Linked DNA regions of Pan troglodytes: region 2 is linked to region 1. A link is a contact called in public HiChIP or PLAC-seq data. All regions are on one chromosome and are shown on one strand. Each heading gives the region's core, a stretch centred on a gene start, on an enhancer-like site or on the middle of the called end of the contact. The rest is flanking DNA. Distances are from core to core; before and after follow the strand shown.

The links. HiChIP or PLAC-seq counts read pairs in DNA pulled down with a chosen protein or histone mark.
Region 2: a contact with region 1 is called in an H3K4me3 HiChIP or PLAC-seq map of stem cell-derived excitatory neurons, with 5 times the contacts expected there. The contact joins the promoter of LOC107968425 here to the promoter of ST8SIA2 in region 1. A contact is called at or near these places in 2 of 7 Hi-C or Micro-C datasets (induced pluripotent stem cells and stem cell-derived neural progenitor cells) and 1 of 1 datasets of contacts at active chromatin or transcription factors (stem cell-derived excitatory neurons).

Annotation. Positions count from the first base shown.
Region 1 is chr16:84,188,909-84,196,018 of NHGRI_mPanTro3-v2.0_pri, forward strand. ST8SIA2 (ST8 alpha-N-acetyl-neuraminide alpha-2,8-sialyltransferase 2) reads left to right here and starts at 5,434. Exons shown (of 6, transcript NM_001037300.1): 1 at 5,434-5,531. The coding sequence starts at 5,434.
Region 2 is chr16:84,508,794-84,515,694 of NHGRI_mPanTro3-v2.0_pri, forward strand. It overlaps LOC107968425 (non-histone chromosomal protein HMG-14), which reads left to right and starts at 1,663. Exons shown (of 1, transcript XM_016927467.3): 1 at 1,663-2,091. The coding sequence starts at 1,771. The coding sequence ends at 2,073. The region is part of intron 3 of LOC107968485 (histone H2A.V-like); the gene reads right to left.

The DNA.
Region 1 (7,110 bases), core at 4,184-6,683:
CTGGGCAGTTCACATCTTTTCCTAACTCTGCCTTCAGCAACGTGACGATGATGGTTTGAAATTGACCATGATGGGAACAGGTATTGACTGGGGTTCTTTCCTCCTAGATAATGTGGGGCCAGAGAGGAATAAAAGTCCCTATCCCTTCGGAGTTTCCAATCTCACTGAAGTATCACAAACATGAAATAAAATATTATGTATGAAGGAGAACTGGAACTGAACTCAGCTAGGAGGCAGGAAAGCTAGAATCTGTTCTCAGCTCTGAAACAAGTGGTGGGACTGTGGGCAAGCCTCTTGGTCTCTCATCACAGCGTTTCTCATCTGGAAAATCACATTGGACTCCAAGCTCCACCAGGGGAGCAGCTGCGTTTACCCCATTTGCTGCTACATCCCAGCCCTCCAGCATAATTCCAGACATGTAAGAGGCAATGAAGCAATGCTTGTCAAGTGAATGAATGAGTGGGAAAGCACCATCTCCACCAACCCTTCCAGCTCTGAGAATGCGGAGGTCCATGATCCAAACTAAAGTTAAGAGAAGTGGCACAAGACTGAGAGCCAGGGATGGTCAACACGGGCCAGTTTCCTCAGATGCCTACAAGGAAGGGGCCATGCTGGACTCTGGGCAAAGGTGGGCAAGCCAAGAAGTTGGGCAAGCGAGGAAGTCTGACTGAGATCACAGTGATCATTCCTGGAAGCCCTGGTGAGAGTCGTGAGTGGACATTCCTTTTAGTTCTTCTCTGTTGTCTGGTACCTGACTTCATGCTTTGGTTCAATACTGCCTTGAATGCCAGCTGAAGAGTTTGTTAAAATCCCAGCAAAACAAACAAACAAACAAACAAACAAACATTGAACCATCCCCCTGCCCACTACCACTTCCAGCTCGCTGTGGAGCTCATTCTCACACCCCTCCCAAGATCTCTTGCTGATAGTCCCGGAAATATTTACAGCAATCGCCTGAGTACATTTCTTTTCTTTCCTTGGCTAAACTATAATTTTGCTATTTAAAAAAAGTTACAAAAGGAATGCAAATGTGCCGGTTAACTTTTCCATATTCTTACCACTCTGAGTCTGATTTTAAAGGGGAAAACGTTGCATTTGTGAGAATACTCAAATTTAATGTAAATTTCTCAAGATAAGGCAAGTTCTCTCATTTATTAGCAGTGCAGAAACACAATAGCCAATGAATCTATCCCGACTATGATACTCTACCTGTTGGCATCACCCTCCCATCCTACCCAGTCCCAACACACATACAGTTCCCCCTTCAGAGATGATGAAAAAGCAAGACCATTACCACTTTGTAGTTATTTCACATTCTAAATTGCTCTTGGAGCGAGTTCAAAGGTGTTAGGTCAGAATTTTGAATGCGATTGTTATTATTTATTCTTAAGGTTTTTTTAAGTCTGAATTGATTGAAATAACTTGTTTTTTCCATGTGGAAAGATGAAAACAGAGATTTATTACTATAGTCTCACAAATGATGAAGGGTGTGCAGTGAGTGAAGATAGATTTGTTCCCAGAATCCTCACATGCCAGAACTAAGGGCACATAGTCAGAATTAAAGAAGATGCCTGTTTGCAAATCTATTTAGAATTGCCCCACGTGCGGAAGAGGATATTGGCCATCCCACAGTCCCACATGTTGCTGGGTCAGCGTAGGAAATCAGCTTCTTTGAGCCTCAGTTTCCTCAAATGTAAAAGGGAGATAATGATATCTATATGAAAGGATTGCCAGGATTAAATCAGAGAAATAGCCCAGGTCAGCGCCTTGAACTTGTGTGCGCTCCCAAATGTTAGCTCCACTCCCCCTTGCTCCCTCCCCCGTCTGACTTGCCCCCATTTCCAGCCAGTCACTTGGACAAGTTATTATCAATACAGACCTTACTACTCCCAAGAAGTCGCTCAGGTGAAGATTCTGCATAGCTGGGGTGGAGAGGGGGAGTTTAGCCCTATGTGTAAATGGTAGATACAGTTTTAGAGTTTCCACGAATTCAGGCTTTGGGTGGTTCCCCATTCTCCAGGTTGCAGCTAGAAGGACAAACATGCCCTCAGCCAGTGTCAGACACAAGGAAGGGGTGTCCATGTGTGACCCTGTTGGGCTCCTTTGAGCTTCTGAAAAGCCTCTTGGCCCTCTGTCCCTCATTACTACAAACTGCCCAGGGCCTTACCAGTTGCCTGAATAGCTTATATACTCAATTAATTTGAGTTAAAATGTTAATGGGTGGTAATGGCCTTTAATTTGCCACCACTTCCTCATTTTAACCCAAACATTCAATGACTTAGTCTACAGAAGTGATGGCTGTAGGACCTTCGGGCTTCTTGGAAAATCCAAGGCAGGAAAAGAGACTTGCTTAAACAGAGGGGTAAGCAGGAGGGGAGGGGTCAGGGTGGCCGAGCCAAGCACATGCCCATGTGGCAGTTCACATCACCAGTCTGACATTCTCCGCCAATCTCATCAGTCTTCCTCTTTCCAGATTCCAGGAACAAACTCATTTTGCAGAGGCAGCAACGGGTGGTGGATGTACACGAACACTTGTTAAAGGAGCTGGCCCAACAAGACCCAAACCTAAGTGATCACAGATAGCAGGTATTCTATAGTCAACGATCACAAGGGTCCCCCATCACCCTCCAAGAAAAATCCCACTTCAGTGACTCTCATTGCAAGGACAGCATCTATGTGAGGAAGCTAGCTCTACTTCCAAGCAGGTATGCTTGAGATATTGCTCTGTGGGTCTGATTACAGGGATTTCTCTATACGGAATCGAACCATTCAACAAAAGGTTCTACTGTTTTCTGTCCACTCATATGACTTTTGTCTGGTGGGTGCGAAGGAGGAAGACTGAGCCTGGGATGAGAACATGGGCCACCTAACAGGAAACGGAAATAGATTCTGCTGTAATCGTGGGTCACCTAACAGGAAATGGAAATAGACTCTGTTGTAATCGTGCTTGCAGCAATGAGGTTGAACCGACCTGGTGAATTTAGTATCACGGCAACACTTCCACGATGTTCTACATGGTAAGAGTGCAGTAGGTAGAGAAGTAGAGAAGCAGAGAACAGAGGAGAGAAAGGTCAGTTTCTTCTTGCTCTTTTGGGGGATCTTATTAATCAATTATAAGTGAGCCAGGAGACCTTAGCTCTACTGCAGCTCAAATCCCCTATCATAAGTAGACACTTGAATGTCTGTCTTCCTTTTGAACAGTGAGCCACTAGAGGGCAGGAAACCCGAGGTGTCTCTCTCCATTTGGTGTCTCTAGCTCCTAGCACAGAGCCTGGTACAAGGTAGGTTAAATATTGCTGCACGTTGGAGTGAGTGGAGGAGCGATTCAAATACAGAGCTGCATACCAGGCGCATCCTGTACTTTCCTCTCCCTATTCAGGTATCCCAACCATTCCCTTCAGAAAAACAAGGCAAAATGATGACAAAAACCACTCCACACCTCCTAAACCACCCTTCAAGCAAGACAAAGGGAAAGATTTTGGCATTTTGAAAACTTGAAATAAGGATGGTTAGACCCCGTGCCAGCCACACTGATGGGAAACCCTCCTTTGACATCTCATCCCTGCCTCTAACAGACAGGGAGAGTGACGTCCAACATTGTTCTCAACATCAGAAAAACCTCACCCCAAGAAAAATACATGGTATTTTCGAAGTGTTTACTGTAAAAGGAGCAGGGTGCACTGACTTCGCCAAGGGATGGGAAGGAAATGAAGCGCTGAGGTGGGAATTAGTACACGCTTCCTGTGGGGAAAAGACATCTGCTCCTGGCACTCCTGAAAGGAGGTGATGCAGAGCTCTCCCTTGACGCTGTGCTGCTTCCCCAATCCACTCTCCAGGCTGGGTGATGGGACCTCTTCCTGCAGGGGAGAGCCTGCCCTGGCTCCCAGGGTCAACAAGCGCAGCAGCCCCCGGCTTGGAAGCCTCCCTCCTGCCCCTCCTTACACACGAAGGGGCAGAAGGGCTCTGGGCACAAGCAGTGCTTTGGTAGAAAATCTTACATCCCCGGGGGCGCCATGAAGGGACTTGGCTGCTGCCAGCCCCTCGCCAAACTCCTCTGAGTGGTCCAGGGGATAAGGCCAACCCGCCCCTCCCATTCACTGGGGTGTGGTTTCCAGCACTCAGGACATTCCATGTAGCTTCTCCAACAGGACTCCTCCCCACACTCAAACCCAAAGGACGCTTTCATAAACCAGATGATCATTTCTGGAAAGTTACATTTCTTAATTTCAGGAATTGTTCCAATTCGTGCAAAGAAAATAAAAGGTAATTATCTAATTCCAGTAAAACTTAATGGGGCCCTTCCCACCCCTGGCTAATGGTTGGTGTGAAATGTAATTTGACTTAAACTGTCTAAGGCTGTGAAAGTGTAAAATATTCGGAAGGGTGGGGGGCATTACCCCTTGTGGGAGCCATATTTTTCTAGAAGGCATTTTGATCAAGACAGGACTCCCGCGGTTATTGATTTTGGGGTCATTAAGAGTCCAAGAACTGGGGAGATGAAGGCCACCCGGCGTCAGCACCGCGAGGGCGGAGGGAAGGCGGGCGCTGAGTCTCCCATTGGGGTTCTAGCCGAGGGTTCCAGCCAGGATTGCGTGATCTGGGGGCAGCTCGGAGAGCTCTCCCGACCCAGTATCGGGTCTATAAATGGAGATCAAGATAAGCACCTGGAGGGAGTGGTTTCTCGAGGGCTGAGAGCCTCGCCCACAAACTGTAGTCAGCATCTTCACCGAAGTTGGCCTGTCTTGGATATTTCTTCTCTCCTCCCCTTCCCCCACCTCCCCTCCTAATTCATCAACTGCTGAAACATCTGCCTGGCTGAAACCGCCTTCTCGCCGCGCGCTGGGGGCTGTCCCCAGGTGTTGGTCTTTGTGTCGAGAAAACTTTGCGAGGAGGCGAAGGAGCTGGACAAAGAGCGGGCGAGGGAGGGCGTTTGCCAGCCTGAGGGGTGCGCCGGGCGGTGCGCGCACTTCCCTGGGCTCAGCTCCGTACCCGGTCGCTCGCGGTGGCCAGAGCCCAGCCTCTCTAGGCCAGGAGTGGCGTCCGGCTGCATCCCCGCGCCCTCGGGAGCTGAATAAAGCCAGGCGGGAGAAGCAAAGGCTAGCGCCCGGACGCTGGAGTTGGTGGGAGGAGGCGAGCAGAGGCGCGGAGCAAAGCTGTCAAACTGCGCGCGGAGCCGGGCGCGGGGCGGGGGAAGGGAGAGGAGGGAGGGAGGGGCAGGCGGGAGCCGAGAGGGAGCGAGCGGGCTCGCCGCGCCTGAGCAACCCCTGCCTGTCGCTGCCGCTGCCGCTGCCGCCGCCGGCCCGGACTCGTCCGGAGCGCAGGGTGTCTGCCCAGCTGCGCGCGGCGCGCGGAGGCTCCGGCGTCCGCCGCTGCGCCCTCCAGCCCCTGCTCCTCGCGCCGGCCCGCGTGGGTCCCGGCGGGCGCGAACCCACCATGCAGCTGCAGTTCCGGAGCTGGATGCTGGCCGCGCTCACGCTGCTCGTGGTCTTCCTCATCTTCGCAGACATCTCAGAGATCGAAGAAGAAATCGGGTAAATAGCTGCGCCCAGGCCCGTGCCACGAGCCCTGGCGGGATCTCTCCCTCCTTCTGTACTCTCCACCCTCCGACCCCCTTTGTGTGCGCCGCGCCCCGCTGTAGCTCCGCTGGAGAGATGGGGACGGTTTGGCAGAAGGTGGCGGCGACAGGGGCCCGGGACGGTTTGGGGAGAGGAGGGTGGGGGCGCGGCTGCTGTGGGGTGTCCCCGGGCGGGGTTCACGGGAAGCCCCCAGCTGGCCCGCGTCTGGAAGCGGACTCGCCCACCCTGCCCCCCTGCCTGGCGTGTCCAAGCGCAGTGTCGCCGGGGTCGAGGGAGGGCGCCGGGGAGTGTCTCGGGAGGGCGCCGGGGAGTGTCTCGGGCGGGCGGAGGGGCCGAGAGTGGAGGGAGGCAGGAGTTTCTTTGTCTCCAGCACGGCCGCTTTCTCGCCTTGGCAAAGTGGGCAGGGGGCGCGCAGCGATCTCTGAGCTGGGGGAGGGGTTCCCCGGGCCGGAGCGGAGGGCGGGGTTCTGCATGGGCTACTGGGAAGCGGAATGTCCCCTGCACACACAGACAGGCACACGCGCCTCCCGCCGGCCCGGGAGCCCGGCGTAGGAGCTGGCACCACTAGAGAAGGGCTCGCATAGCTGGACTGAGACCCCCGCCCTCGCCTGGCTTTGGACGTTCAGCCAAGCCGCGGCGACCCCGGCGACCCTGGGTTCCTGTGCGCTCGCAGCGCGGAGACGGAGACATTTCGGGAAAGTCTGTACCGCCGCCCGGTGGGCTTCTGGGCCCTCAGGCGGGCGATCTGGCCCTTTTTTTCTTCCGACCTCGCCAGAGATAGGGTGGGACCGCGATCCCGGATCCTCCCGGCTCCGGACTTCCTGGAGTGCGCACTTGAGGCGCGGGACGCACCGGCTGTGTGTCCCAGGGGCTGAGACTCGCGCCCCGCCCCGCAGCCTTCGGCTCGCCGGGCCGGGCCCCTCTCCAGAACCTCCAAAGGGCGGTAGACGACAGGTGGGGAGGCAGCCGGGGTTCTGAGGAGGCCCGAGGAGAGCTTCCTGGCCCTGGGCAAGGGGAAGGTGAGGTCTCAGAGAGGGCAGAAGGTCTCTTCCTCTGTGGGATTTGTGCTCTGCCAGGCGCTCTTCTCGAGTCCCGCGCCGCGTGCGCCCCTCCTTTGTCCCATTTGTTACTTCATTTGTTATCTGTGCTAGTTGAGGGTCCGCCACACTGTCAGTCCCTCAAATGGGAGATGCCAGTCCTGGGCCCAGGGGGGATGCCGAGGCCCCAAGGACAAAAACTTGGGACAAGTGCCGCTTCCTGCTCTCATTTTCTCCCCGCCCCTGCCCATCTCCCCGGAATTCCTTCTGTGAACTCCACTGGGCGTCCAGAACCCCTCTCCCTGCCTCTTTCTCCTCTCATTCTCGGTTTCCCCAAGAGCTCTGAAAACTTTCACAAATGCTGCGCAGTTAATACACAACGTGCCACCAACTCCCACGCAGAGATAAACATGCTACTTTTCATAGCTGCTCGCCTCAGAAACGTGGATCGGAAAGGAAATCGGGCAAGTCACGTCTTGGGGTAATGGAAGATGCGG
Region 2 (6,901 bases), core at 413-2,912, 320 kb after region 1:
GCCCTCTGCAGCCAGATAGACGTAAGCACCTCCCTGGTTCACTAATTTCTGCATTGAGCTTCTGTATACACCGATACCATTTTTGACTATTACTGTGTGGCGGGAACTGTGCTGAGAGCTATACATGCCCTAGTTCATGTCTTCCTCTAACCCACCCAGGTGGAAGGAATTACTATGAACCCCAACCGACAGGTAAAGACATTGAGATTTAGGGCAGCTGTGACTCACTAGTATCATCGAGAGTCCACCAGGGCACTGGTGTGTCCGGACTTGGTGGGTTCTTGGTCTCACTGACTTCAAGAATGAAGCCGCGGACCTTCGCGGTGAGCGTTACAGTCCCTAAAGGCGGCGTGTCCGGAGTTTGTTCCTTCTGTTGTTCGGATGTGTTCAGAGTTTTATGCCTTCTGGTGGCTTCGTGGTCTCACTGGCTTCAGGAGTGAAGCTGCAGACTTCGCGGTGAGTGTTACAGCTCTTAAGGCACCGCATCTGGAGTTGTTCATTCCTCCAGGTGGGTTCATGGTCTCGCTGGCTTCAGGAGTGAAGCTACACACCTTCGTGGTGAGTGTTACAGCTCATAAAGGCAATGTGGACCCAATGAGTGAGCATCAGCAAGACTTATTGTCAAGACCGAAACAAAACCACTGCGGCCTCGGGCAGCCTGCTTTTATTGTCTTATCTGGCCCCACCCACATCCTGCTGATTGGTCCATTTTACAGAGAGCTGATTGGTCCGTTTTGACAGGGTGCTGATTGCTGCCTTTACAATCCCTGAGCTAGACACAAAAGTGCTCCACCTCCCCACTAAATCAGCTAGATACAGAGTGTGATTGGTGCATTCACAAACCCTGGCTAGACACAGGGGGCTGATTGGTGTGTTTACAAACCTTTAGCTAGATACAGAGGGCCAATTGGTGTATTTACAATCCCTTAGCTAGACATAAAGATTCTCCAAGTCCCCACCAGACTCAGGAGCCCAGCTGGCTTCACCCCGTGGATCCCACACCGGGGAGGCAGGTGCACCCGCACTCCTCAGCCCTTGGGTGGTCGATGTGACTGGGCACCTTGGAGCAGGGGGCGGTGCTCGTCGGGGAGGCTCGGGCCGGGCACAGGAGCCCACCGCAGGGAGGGGAGGCTCAGGCTTGGCGGGCTGCAGGTCCCAAGCCCTGCCCCGCGGGGAGGCAGCTAAGGCCCGGCGAGAAGTCGAGCTCAGCAGCTGCTGGCCCAGGTGCTAAGCCCTTCACTGCCTGGGGCTTGTGGGCCGGCCGGCCGCTCCAAGTGCGGAGCCCGCCGAGGCCACGCCCACCCGGAACTCGCGCTGGCCTGCAAGCGCCGAACGCAGCCCGGGTTCCTGCCTGCGCCTCTCCCTCCACACCTCCCTGCAAGCTGAGGGAGCCGGCTCCGGCCTTGGCTAGCCCAGAAAGGGGCTCCCACAGTGCAGCGGCGGGCTGAGGGGCTCCTCAAGTGCCGCCAAAGTGGGAGCCCAGGCAGAGGAGGTGCCGAGAGCGAGCAAGGGCTGCAAGAGCTGCCAGCACGCTGTCACCTCTCACTGGCATTCTCCCTCAGGCCCGTCACACACCAGATACCACGCTCGTAACCACTGGGCCACGCTGCACAGGCTCCTGACTAGGGAGCTAAACAATAAATAAATGTGGCCTAGCTCAGCAGCTCGGGCGGCGGGAGGAGCGGCAGCGGCAAGGCAGCCCAGTTTCGCGAAGGCTCTCGGCGCGCCGCGGCCCGCAGGCACCCGGCACGCGCCTTCCCCGCCGCCAGGATGCCCAAGAGGAAGGTCAGCTCCGCCGAAGGCGCCGCCAAGAAAGAGTCCAAGAGGAGATCGGCGCGGTTGTCAGCTAAACCTCCTGCAAAAGTGGAAGCGAAGCCGAAAAAGGCAGCAGCGAAGGATAAATCTTCAGACAAAAAAGTGCAAACAAAAGGGAAAAGGGGAGCAAAGGGAAAACAGGCCGAAGTGGCTAACCAAGAAACTGAAGAAGATTTACCTGCAGAAAACGGGGAAACGAAAACTGAGGAGAGTCCAGCCTCTGATGAAGCAGGAGAGAAAGAAGCCAAGTCTGATTAATAACCATATACCATGTCTCATCAGTGGTCCCTGTCTCCCTTCTTGTACAATCCAGAGGAAAATTTATATCAACTATTTTGTAAATGCAAGTTTTTTAGTAGCTCTAGAAACATTTTTAAGGAGGAGGGAATCCCACCTCATCCCATTTTTTAAGTGTAAATGCTTTTTTTTAAGAGGTGAAATCATTTGCTGGTTGTTTATTTTTTGGTACAACCAGAAAATAGTGTGGGATATTGAATTATGGGAGGCTCTGACTGTCTCGGGTGTCAGCTTAACATTCCATAGATGGGGGGTTAGTTTTTATATCCCATAATACAAAGCATATTAAATGGCAATATGGAGTCAGTCCTGCATTTAATGTCTTGAACATTTTTAATTACTTCTATTACCATGTTGTTTTTTAGTATAATTGTTTCCTAAAGAAAACCACTCTTTGATCATGGCTCTGTCTGTCAGAATTGTGTGTACTCTGTAACATCTTTGGTTGTGGTAGTCCTGTTTTCCTAATAACTTACTGTGCTGTGAAAGATTACAAATTTGAACATGTAGTGTACGTGCTATTGAGTTGTGAACTGGTGGGCCGTATGTAACAGCTGACCAACATGTGAAGATACTGGTACTTGATAGCCTCTTAAGGAAAATTTGCTTCCAAATTTTAAGCTGGAAAGTCACTGGAATAACTTTAAAAAAGAATTACAATACATGGCTTTTTAGAATTTCGTTACGTATGTTAAGATTTGTGTACAAATTGAAATGTCTGTACTGATCCTCAACCAATAAAATCTCAATTATGAAAAAAATATTTTAAAAATGTGGCCTAAACAATAAATAAATAAATAAATACCAATTTCTCCAGGAAATGCACATCAAACCCCACCGCAATCACTTCATACCCATTAGGATGGCTCTAATTTTTTTTTAATCAGAAAATAAAAAATGTCAACAAGGATGTGGAGAAATTAAAACCCTTGTGTACTGCTATGGGAAAAAGTATAGTGGTTCCTCAAAAAATTAAACATAAATTCCACTTCTGAGTATATGCCTAAAATAATTAAAAGCAGGGACTCAAATTTTTAAATGTTTATTTTTTAAAAAAATTATTTATTTATTTTTAATTTCAATAGTTTTTGAAATAGCCAAAAGGTGGAAGCAACCCAAATATCCTTAAACAGATTAACAGATTTTTAAAATGTGGTCTAAGTAAGTGGATAAAGAAAATGTAGCATATATACCCCATGGAACACTACTCAGCCATCAAAAGGAACGAAATAATGTCTTTTGCGGCAACTTGGATGGAGCTGGAGGCCATTATTCGAAGTGAAGTAACTCAGGAATGGAAAACCAAATACCATATGTTCTCACTTATAAGTGGGAGGTAAGCTATAAGTAGGCAAAGGCATAAGAGTGATATAATGGACTCTGGGGACTTGCAGGGGAAGGCTGGTCGGGGGGCGAGGTATAAAAGACTACACATTGGGTACAGCATACACTGCTTCAGTAACAGGTGCACTAATATCTCAGAAATCAAGGCTGAAGAATGTATCCACATGGCTGGGCACGGTGGCTCACTCCTGTAATCCTAGCACTTTGGGAGGCAGAGGCAGTCGGATCACCTGAGGTCAGGAGTTCAAGACCTGCCTGGCCAACGTGGTGAAGCCCCGTCTCTACTAAAAATACAAAAATTAGCTGGGCGTGATGGCAGGTGCCTGTAGTCCCAGCTACTCGGGAGACTGAGGCAGGAGGATCGCTTGAACCCAGGAGGGGAAGATTGCAGTGAGCCGAGATCCTGCCACTGCACTCCAGCCTGGGCGACAGAGCAAGACTCTGCCCCCCCAAAAAAAGAATGTATCCACACAACCGAACGCCACCTGTACCCCAAAAACTATTGAAATAAAAAATAATTTTTTTAAAAAAGGAAGAAAGATATGTGGTCTATACGTAAAAGTGGCAAGATGTGGTGATACACACACACACACACACACACACACACACACACACACACAGGAATATGATTCAGGCTTATTAAAAGGCAGGCAATTCTGGCACAGGCTACAGCAGGAATGAGCCTTGAGGCCATGATGCTAAGTGAAGTCAGTCCATCACAAAAGGACAAATGGGACTGTGGCATTCCGCTTCTATGGGGTGCGGAGAGTGGTTAGATTCCTCCAGACAGAAAGAGCACGCTTGGACGCGGAGTTTCGTCCCCTTTGATGAAGCGTTCTGGAGATGGGCAGTGGCGACACTCGCCCATATACGCAACGGCTGAGTGCACTCCATGCCACCGAACTGGTCAAGATGGTGAATTTTCTGTTATGTGTATTCAACCACAATTTTTTAAGCCACTTTCTCCATTCTTTCATTGAGAGCTCTGGGGATCAAAGAAGAACGCCAGCTGCGGTGGACCGCTGAGGAATGGCCGGAGTCCGGGCGGGAGCGCCGCTTCCCCTCGCCCTCCGCCTCCCCTTCCCGCGGCCCCTGGAGGCCGAGACCCATCCGCGTCCCGCGCGCGCTTTCCTCCGAGGCTCGGCCGGGCGCCCTGCTTCGAAGTGGGCCTGAGGAAGCCTCCGCCTGCGCCGCTGCTTTCTCCCCCTTCCTTCTCCAGCGGCTCCTCCAGGCCGCTCCAGAGACCCCGAGGACCCAAGGACGGTGCCGGGCGGAAAGTCCGTGCGAAGCTGGTGAAAAGGTTGCCCGGAGAGAGCGGAAGCTGTGAGGATGGGCAAAGCGCCCCTGCCCAGCCGCCCCGCCGCAGAACCGGTACACGCGCCTGCCCGCCCCGGGCGCCCCTTTGGCGCTGAGCTTTTCGCGCGGGGCGCGCATCCCTCTCCACTCCGGCTCTCTGGCGCCATCTTGTGTAGCTTTCTTAAACAGCCACAAAATGCGGATCTTTTAGGTCTCTAGTAACATGATTTTTCAAGTACAAAAATAGTTTTCGACGTCTTATTGAAGAAAACATTTTCTTCTCTACAAGAAAGCAAAGTTTACCCATTGTTCTAGCACATAATGAGCAAGGCTTTGTTTCCTGAACATATTCGTAAATATTTCAAGGATAATCTTAAGTATAGAAGTTGGTTTTAGTCTAACGTCTTGCCTTTTAGAAACGACTTGGGAGACAGAAAGAAAGAAAAATGAATGTTTAAAATTTTATCAGAGCCAGACGAGGAGCAGGATAAGCCAAATATATTATAAACTCGTTTATATAAACCCTGCTATCTTGACTCAACAAGTAAGGTGCAAGTAGGCACAATTTAAACAACCACAAGTAGAATTAATATAACTGCAAGTCTAGTCAATTAATACAAAGGCACATGCAGTCCAGGGACCCCTGCCCCATGATGCTAACAACTGAATCCACACTCACAGATCTGCTGATCTATGGGGTGGGCTGTGTTGCTAAAACCAAAATTGACATCTCAAAGAGGGAGCAAATGAACACGCAATTGTGAAGAAAAATCCATCATTGGTTAATGTAGCAACAGTGCTTCCTCTAGTAAATGCAGTATCTGAATGTCAAGTACCAACTCAGAAGTTGAGACAAGCCTTTCTAATTCTCATGGAATTACAAACAAATTTTTTTTATTCCACAAAGAAATAAAGAAATACGAAGTGCTTCCAGCAAGTTACACGGGGGAAAGGGGGAAAAAAAAGCCACTTTGGAGCTACAGTCCCACTTCTAGTTATTAGTGTCTTTGAGAGGGCTTTACATTATCCGCTCTGCTCACAGGAGGCCTTAAGCTGCGGGGAGATTCATGGGACTCAGACGCAGGCTGTATTCTTGAGATCCAGCCAGGTTTTCCACCGACTCACTTCACTTAGAGTCTGCAGAGTTCAAACAGAACAAAGAAGTAATAGGATCCTGCGGCGGGGAAGGAAGCTGGAGCCTTCCACACTTGGGGCCAAGCTGTAAGCCAAAAGATTAAGTTATAAAAGCAGATTCTTACAACTTTAAGTAGAGAAAGTCTCAATAAGGAAGACACAAACCCAGGAGTTGGAGGCTGCAGTGAGCTATGATCACATCACTGCATTCCAGCCTGGGTGATAGAGTGAGACCCCGTGTGTAAAAATAATAAAAAATAAAATATGGTAAAATATCGATTTTTTTAAAAAAAAAAGAAAAAAAGAAAGACACAGCACTTCCCCAGCAAGAAGGAAGGCCTATGGATGACACTTTTTTTTAAAGTCACATTTCCCAAAAATGCAAGGGTATCATCGCTGCAGTAAAAGGAGTCAGGCTCTGAGGTCGGAGAGCCCGGTGTGACTTGAGACAGCTTCAGCAGCAGTTCTGGGCCCCAGGACTCTCAGCTCCTCCTCAAGGTTAATAATTCCTGCCTCAGAGGACTAAAAGGAACAAAAGTGTAGCATCCCTAGCACAGAGTCTGGCCCAAGCAGGTGCTCAGTATATAGCAGGTGCCATTCCAGCAATGGTGATGATAATGACAGCCCTACCATTACTGAAGCAAACCTGCCACCCTCTCCTAACTGGCATTCGCATTCACTTACTAACAATAACTAACACTCGTTGGGTACTTACTATGTGCTGGGCACTGTGCATCAAATTATTTCACTTAACCTGTGGGGCACTTAAATGTAGCCACAGCTAATACCCCCACTTTACAGATAACAAAACAGGTTCAGAGAGGTTAGATAATGTATTAGTCAGCACAGGCTAACTACTGTAACAAACAACCCCCAAAACCTCATGGCTCAACACAAAGTTTACATCTCCCCCATATCCTGGTGGCAGGAGCATGAGAGAAAGGACTCACTCTAGGGTCACTCAGGGAGCCAGGCCCCTTCCATATGGTGACTCCTCCACTGCCTGCCCCTGTGT